Regions from separate parts of the Danio rerio genome. Here region 2 is linked to region 1. A link is a contact called in public Micro-C data. All regions are on one chromosome and are shown on one strand. The core of a region is the stretch at or near the end of the contact, and the rest is flanking DNA. Distances in the headings are between cores, read along the strand shown. Region 1 holds the start of wdr89 (WD repeat domain 89). Region 2 holds the start of phf3 (PHD finger protein 3).

The links. A called contact is a pair of places that touch in the nucleus more often than the background predicts.
Region 2: a contact with region 1 is called in a Micro-C map of caudal fin, with 8 times the contacts expected there. The contact joins the promoter of phf3 here to the promoter of wdr89 in region 1. A contact is called at or near these places in 3 of 18 Hi-C or Micro-C datasets (caudal fin, hematopoietic stem cells and an unstated tissue) and 1 of 4 datasets of contacts at active chromatin or transcription factors (pancreas).

What each region holds. Positions count from the first base shown.
Region 1 is chr13:40,942,977-40,946,433 of GRCz12tu, forward strand. wdr89 (WD repeat domain 89) reads right to left here and starts at 1,564. Exons shown (of 4, transcript NM_001167958.1): 1 at 1,527-1,564.
Region 2 is chr13:41,121,908-41,125,364 of GRCz12tu, forward strand. phf3 (PHD finger protein 3) reads left to right here and starts at 1,661. Exons shown (of 16, transcript XM_681308.11): 1 at 1,661-1,718. It overlaps ifi27.8 (interferon alpha inducible protein 27.8), which reads right to left and starts at 1,551. Exons shown (of 4, transcript NM_001256713.1): 1 at 1,390-1,551. The coding sequence starts at 1,405.

The DNA.
Region 1 (3,457 bases), core at 314-2,813:
GAATATGAGTTGTTACCCTCGGGGAAAAGATTCAGAGTACCTTACTGTAGATTAAACAGATATAAAAATTCATTTTATCCTACGAGCATTAAGCTATTAAATAATAGTGGTGGCTTAGATTAGATTGAGAGTATTCAGTTTGCTTATTTATGTGTTTATGGAGTGAGGCTTGTAACTTTTATTGAACTATCTATTTGTATGTTGCATTGTTTGTCCATGTTTGAGATGACTGCAGCTGGGGGCAAGAGCCCAAGACAAATTTCCCTAACTGGGACAATAAAGTTTTACTTTAAAGTTTAGGATTATACACTCACTGCCTAAATTATTAAGTACACCTTACTAGTACTGAGTTGGAACCCCTATAGCCTTTAGAACTGCCTTAAACCTATGTGGCATAGATCCAACGAGGTGCTGGAAATATTCCTCAGAGATTTTGCTCCATATTGACATGAGAGCATCACACAATTGAAGCAGATTTGTCGGCTGCGCATTCATGATGTGAATTTAAGGGTGCTCTATTGGATTGATATCTGAGACTGTGTATGACAATTGAGTAGTAAAGTTATTGTCATGTTCAAGAAACCAGTCTGAGATGATTCACGCTTTATGACATGGCGGCGTTATCTATGGTTAGCTTCCTGCTAATCTAAAAGCGCTTTATTTGCAAGTATGTTGTCTTTTTGACAGGAGCTTTCAGTCCAGGAAAACTACACATAACAAGCAGACACACATAAACCGACACATAAGCCTTGCATAGAAGTAAGCGTGTTTTTCTACTATTTTAAAACGGCAAGCTCTACAGAAAAATGTGTTGTGCATTCTGCTCATAACCGACTACAATAATAAATAACCAAATCTTGAATTTTACACACTTAAACAAATTTATTGAACGAGGAAGTCAGAATGTGCAAATATAAAACTAACTTAAATTACCCATCTACATTCAGGTAATAAACAGAAAATAAATAACACACACACACACACACACACACACACACACACAAAAAATACATTAAAACAATGTTTCTGTGCTCAAAATATGAAAATATTTTAGTAAATAGGTAGTATTTGGAAAACTTTTACGTCACATTCTTATAATTTTCATTATAAAATTGCACTGTTAGACATGTTGCTTGTATTGCTTTGATTAAATGCTTTAATCGCCTTCCTATTATTTGTACATGATTTAAACAGAACGTATTCACAATTTAATTGACACTGACACTTTGTATCGAATGTAACATATATTTACTAATGTTTTCAAGCACTCCTGATTCCAGTTTAAAAATCCTCGTTTGGACAACTTTGTGGCAGAATTATTGACAAAATAAGAGCTATAATTCCATGAAACACAAATAAGTTAAATACATGAAATACAAATTTAGAAATTTAAAGGCGAATATTACGTTAAAACAAGTTAAGCAACGGAGCCTCACATTAAAAACTACATATCTGACAAGTGTGCTAAGAACATTCAAATAATTAGCATTTAAGTAACATTTAGTAATACAGTACAAAACACTCACATGTGATCGCTTTTTCGTCGCAGTGTCACCTCATCAACGGCTCCTCGGAAACGCAGAGAAACTGAACATTAGTTCCGCAAGTCGGACACAAGCTTCACTTGCGCTAAATAAAAAAAATATATAATTGATGTACATTTACAAAACAGAGATATGATAAAGAACACATTACTATTGCAATCTTGTCTAAAATGATAAAAGATAAGAAATAGATATCACAGCGCGCTCGTGCCGCCACTAGATGGCAGTGTTTTACTGTTTTCTCAGATGAAAGCATGTTTGATAGTGTGCATGTTCTTAGATTTTTCAGTTTCGTATGTGACATACAAGGCTCACAGAGAAATTTTCCGGTTGTTTTAAAATATATATTTCAAAATTAGTTACATGTGATTACCTTCTGTAGTCGGGAGAATGTCAGACAATGTCGAAACACCTATATTTACAAGATTTTTTTTTTTTACATTATAATAAAATAACGTTTATAATAAAACCAGCATCTTTTAAAGAGCGGTCCTTAAAAAAATCACGTTTATAAGATAAGGAAAATGATTATAAAATATTATAAGCAATAAGCTTCAACATTGATCCAAAAATGTCGAGTATACAAAAGACCAAAATAAATGTGAAAAAGTTTCATTAAAGCTTTCACAAAAACAGCCTTTTAACTCAATATCAATTAAAATGTTTTGTAGAAATAATTTTGTAGGATAAACTCTATAAAGTAATTGGAATTTTATTTCTTTAGCCTTATTTGTAATAAAAAAAAAAATGAGGTAATGACCATACTAGAATCCAGTTTATATTATTAAATATATATTGTTCCAGCAAAAAAAAAAAATAACATATGCTATAAACATATTTTCTTTTAAGATTAAAGATCTAATTTTGTGATTATTAGGCTTAAATCTAGAGAAACAGATAAAACCAACTGAGGTTTGTTCAGGTTTAGGAGGACAAACAGAAATTGCTGATGTACACTGCCTTTGTACAGCATATGTATGCCAGCAGGTATTGCCCCGGTTAGAATAGTAAATTCCTGTTATTTAACAGGAATTTTGTGTCTTGCCATAAAGTTTTATCCAATGATAACAAATGTTTTTCATGTGTCCAACATCCTGCTCTGCAAGAACACATTGTACAATATTGGAGAAGTCATCTTTCGCTACTGTATCATTTTTAAATAGAGAAAATATTTTACAAGCAACTTTTATTCTAAATCTTGGACCTTAATTCTTTAAACATAACATGACCCATGAAAAGGTGTGAAGCACCAGAAGTGGCCCACATTTAAATGAATTTGTATTTTGGCTATTGTTGTTCCATTCATTTTCAAATGTACTTGTTGTGTTTATGATGAACAACCGATTATCGGTATATTATTTTTCAGCTAATGTAGTGCTTAAAATGTCACTAAATGCAGTAGGGAGACTGGGTATATAGCTGAAACACGGAGAGTTGTAATACAATTCCACGAATCAGGGATAAGACAGGGCTCATTTGACGTTTTCAGTTTCTTAAGTTTGCATTTATACTCTGCATCTCTAATTTTGCTTTGTCAGTCTGGGTGTTTACATGATGCAGGACATCTTTAAAGAGTTTATCTTTGTAATCTGGACAGAGGAAATGACTTTTGAATAGGGAGAGACAATCAGAATTAAATGAAGGTGTTCAATAAGCAGAACATTATTGTAATATAACACTGTATTACACAATCATCAAGACTCTATGTGAGACATGAAATCTGTTTCTTCATAATCCTTGGTAATGTTACCCTTGACCTTCACTCAACTATTCCTTTAGAAGATCTTACCACAGTTACCTTTGTTTATTTTAACTACCTTTATTACTGTCAATAACCAAAATTAAACATAAACATTTAAAGTTCCTCATCTTTCGAGTGACATTAAACCGAGGTCCCTACTCTCTGTTTTCGT
Region 2 (3,457 bases), core at 411-2,910, 180 kb after region 1:
TTTTAAAAAGTGTTTTCATATTTCTTTGTTAAAAAAGTCAATTAAAATGAAAATTATTACATTTACAGTTGAAGTCAGAATTATTAGAGCCCCCGTTTATTTTTGTTGCCCAATTTCGGTTTAACCGGGAGAAAAATTTTTTCAGCACATTTCTAATCATAAGTTTTAATAACTCATTTCTAATAACTGATTTATTTTATCTTTGCCATAATGACAGTAAATAATATTTTACTAGATATTTTTCAAGACACTTCTATACAGCTTAAAGTGGGATTTAAAAGCTTAACTAGGCCATTTAGGCTACCTAGGCAGGATAGAGTAATTAGGCAAGTTATTGTATAACTTTTTCTGTAGACTATCGAAAATAAAATTAGTTTAAAAGGGCTAATAATTGACCTTAAAATGTTTTTTATTCTAGTCGAAATAACAAATAAGACTTTCAAACAAGAATTTGGGAAATATTTTAAAAAGGAAAAAAATCCAAAGGGGGGCTAATAATTCTGACTTCAACTGTATAAAACTGCAATAACGTAATGCCCATTTGTAAATAAACATAATTTCTTGTAAACATAAAATAGTATGGTAAGCACTTCGACAAAAATGTAGGAAATCATTTTGTTGCATCAAAAAGTGTAATAATGATAACCATCCAACAAGCTAAATTTAGTGCTTAAAAATGTCACAGAAATGCAGTATTTGAACCTCATAATGTAATAGAAAATAAGGCGCATGACTGCAAAAAGGTCCACAAATTTTTATAGGTTGGCTATACAGACATGTAAATTAAAAAGATAGTTAACCCATTACTAAAAATCTGGTCATCCTTTACCTTCATTTCCAAATATTTTGCTTTTTACAGCATAACACTCACTCTTGAGTACTTTTAAAAGCGGTACTTTTTACCCATACGTTTAGTATTTACAACAGATACTTTCTCACACTACATTTTTGGGCAAATAATGGTACTTTTACTTGAGTATGATTTTTCAGTAGCCTACTCTTTCCACCACTGCACAAATATATATATATATATATATATATATATATATATATATATATATATATATATATATATATATATATATATATTTTTTTTTTTTTTTTTAATAAGCTAAACACTAATGTATTGCCATTGTGTTTGTTTTTCCAACTATGTCAATGGATGATTACAGAACAGGTTTAACTTTCTTCAAAATATCTTCAGACTTGGGAAGAAGGGTGCATTTCTCTTTTTGAGAGAGAACAATCCCTTTTAGTTTCGTGACTGTCACAAACTGCCGTGAAACTGATAATTATGTTGTTCAACAAAACCTTTATTTTCTAAGTAAGTCTAAAATGGTTCGTCATAAAACATGCAGAAACCCTGCTTAAAGAAAACCGGTCACTTACTTGGCAGCGTCGGCATCGTCTTGCTGTCGAAGAAACGTGCGAAATGAAATGTAAACCGTTCTTGACACTCTAACGTTAGCTGATATTGGCAAATACTCCTTTACAGCCGACAGACTACTCGGCTGCCATACTGTTTTAGCGTACTATAAACTATGGAAGAACAGACTAGTGAGGGCACACCGCCCTCTGCCGACAGACATTGCACGTCACGAGTTGTTTGCTGGCTCATAGGGTCAACAGGAAGTACTACTTGTGTCCCACCGCAGTTCTCGGCGGAAAAGGCAGTGGCAACTTGACGACAACGGCAACCCATATGGCGTCCAGACACCGTAAGCGATAATACAAGCACTTCTTCAATTATGCGCTGGCTCTTCGATCACAGTCACAATCGCGGTGAGTGTTTAATCAGCATCTCTCGCGGAGTGGGCGTGCACGCTCAATGTTTGAGGCCTTCCTGCGGGTGCACGCGACGCAACTCCAGTCCAGAACCGAGACGAGTTGTGCAGAGACCGCGTTGAATATGGCGCTAACTTTACATGCATCATTTGAGGAACAGCGTTGAAAGTATGCTTTTAAAATAAAACTGAGTTCAACGTGTTTAATGCTGTGCGCGCGCGTGATAGACACGCAGAGTTGTTGCTAAAGGCCCCCTGGTGCTCGCGGAAGCGTTTAGATGTTTGCTTGTTTATTTTGCGAGGTTTTTAAAACATCGGGTGTTACTGTAACAATAAATGCAGCCCTTTGCAAATGATTAAGCCGTTTTAAGGTGTCTAGAAAGGGTCAGATGTTATGCTAGGCGCCCAGGGCCTAATTTGTTAGCTGTTTGAGCACGTGAACTGATCTGGAGTCAAAATAAAAACACCAATAGCCTGAAAAGATTTTAATTAAAGGCATGAGACAAATGTGAGAGGATGTGACGTTATATGAAGCGCTTGTATTCCTTTATGAACTTTTACAGTTAGACACCTGATGCTAATGCCATTTTAGCGGTTGTAATTCTTATGACAGCAGTTGTGAAGCTGATTGTTTGTAAACGTACGTTACCGGGTGCGTAGCGCTAGTGTTTACACTTAAGCAGTTCTCTCAGGATAAAGTAATGTTTTAATTTCAAAGATATTCAACTCTTGGTTAGGCATAGGATTTAAAATTGAGTTCTACACAAACCTTTGATGGTTCTAAACTGTATTTAAATTAAAGTGGTACTGTAAACAATTGTTAAAGTAATCAAACATTCGTGCAGATGAACTTTGGACTTCAAATCTAACATGGGAAGCTGCTGAGATACACATCCTGAAACTCCTAAACTGATGCATGATTTTCAGTGCCTCTAAAGAAATGTACTTTAACGTGTAATTCAATAAAATAGGCAAAATTGTGTTTGTCGTCAGAAAGCGTTAAGGGTAGTTTACCCAAAAATCCACTTGCTCTAAACCTGCAGGAGTTTCTTTCCTCTGAAGAATTTCAAAGATAATAAACTTAAGATCTGATATTGGTCCCACTGACTTCCACTGTATTTGTCCCCCACCATAGAACTTAATGGGGACCATTTAAATTTGTCATAGTACACTTTAAGTGAACTGCACTGATGATTGTACATTTAAGTCATGTCGGATAAACTGTATTTATAAGTTGAAAACATGTCAACACCACCACGGTCATTTTTATGAGTGGGGAACTCAATTTCCTTTAGTTTCTGAGTTGGTGGCATGTCAGAGTGAAACATGGCAGAATCACTGATCTATAATAGAGAATTACATACAAAATATCTATAGCTTATTACATATAGATCAGCAAGCAGAATTCATGGATGCAAATTCAATTTGTGTTTATTAGTGACAAATCACAATTGATGCTAATTGATGCTCTCCATTTTCTAGAGTTAACAAACCCTGCTTTATTTTCTCGTAATTCAATCTAAAGTATGTACAATGCCATCTTGTACTGACAAAAATGACTTGAACACACTTGATGTCATTATAGAGTATATGCAGAAAGACTTAATTTTACAGTAATGTGGGTCAAGTGCTTCCGGTTAACTGTATGCGGTTACAAAATTGGAACAGTTTCT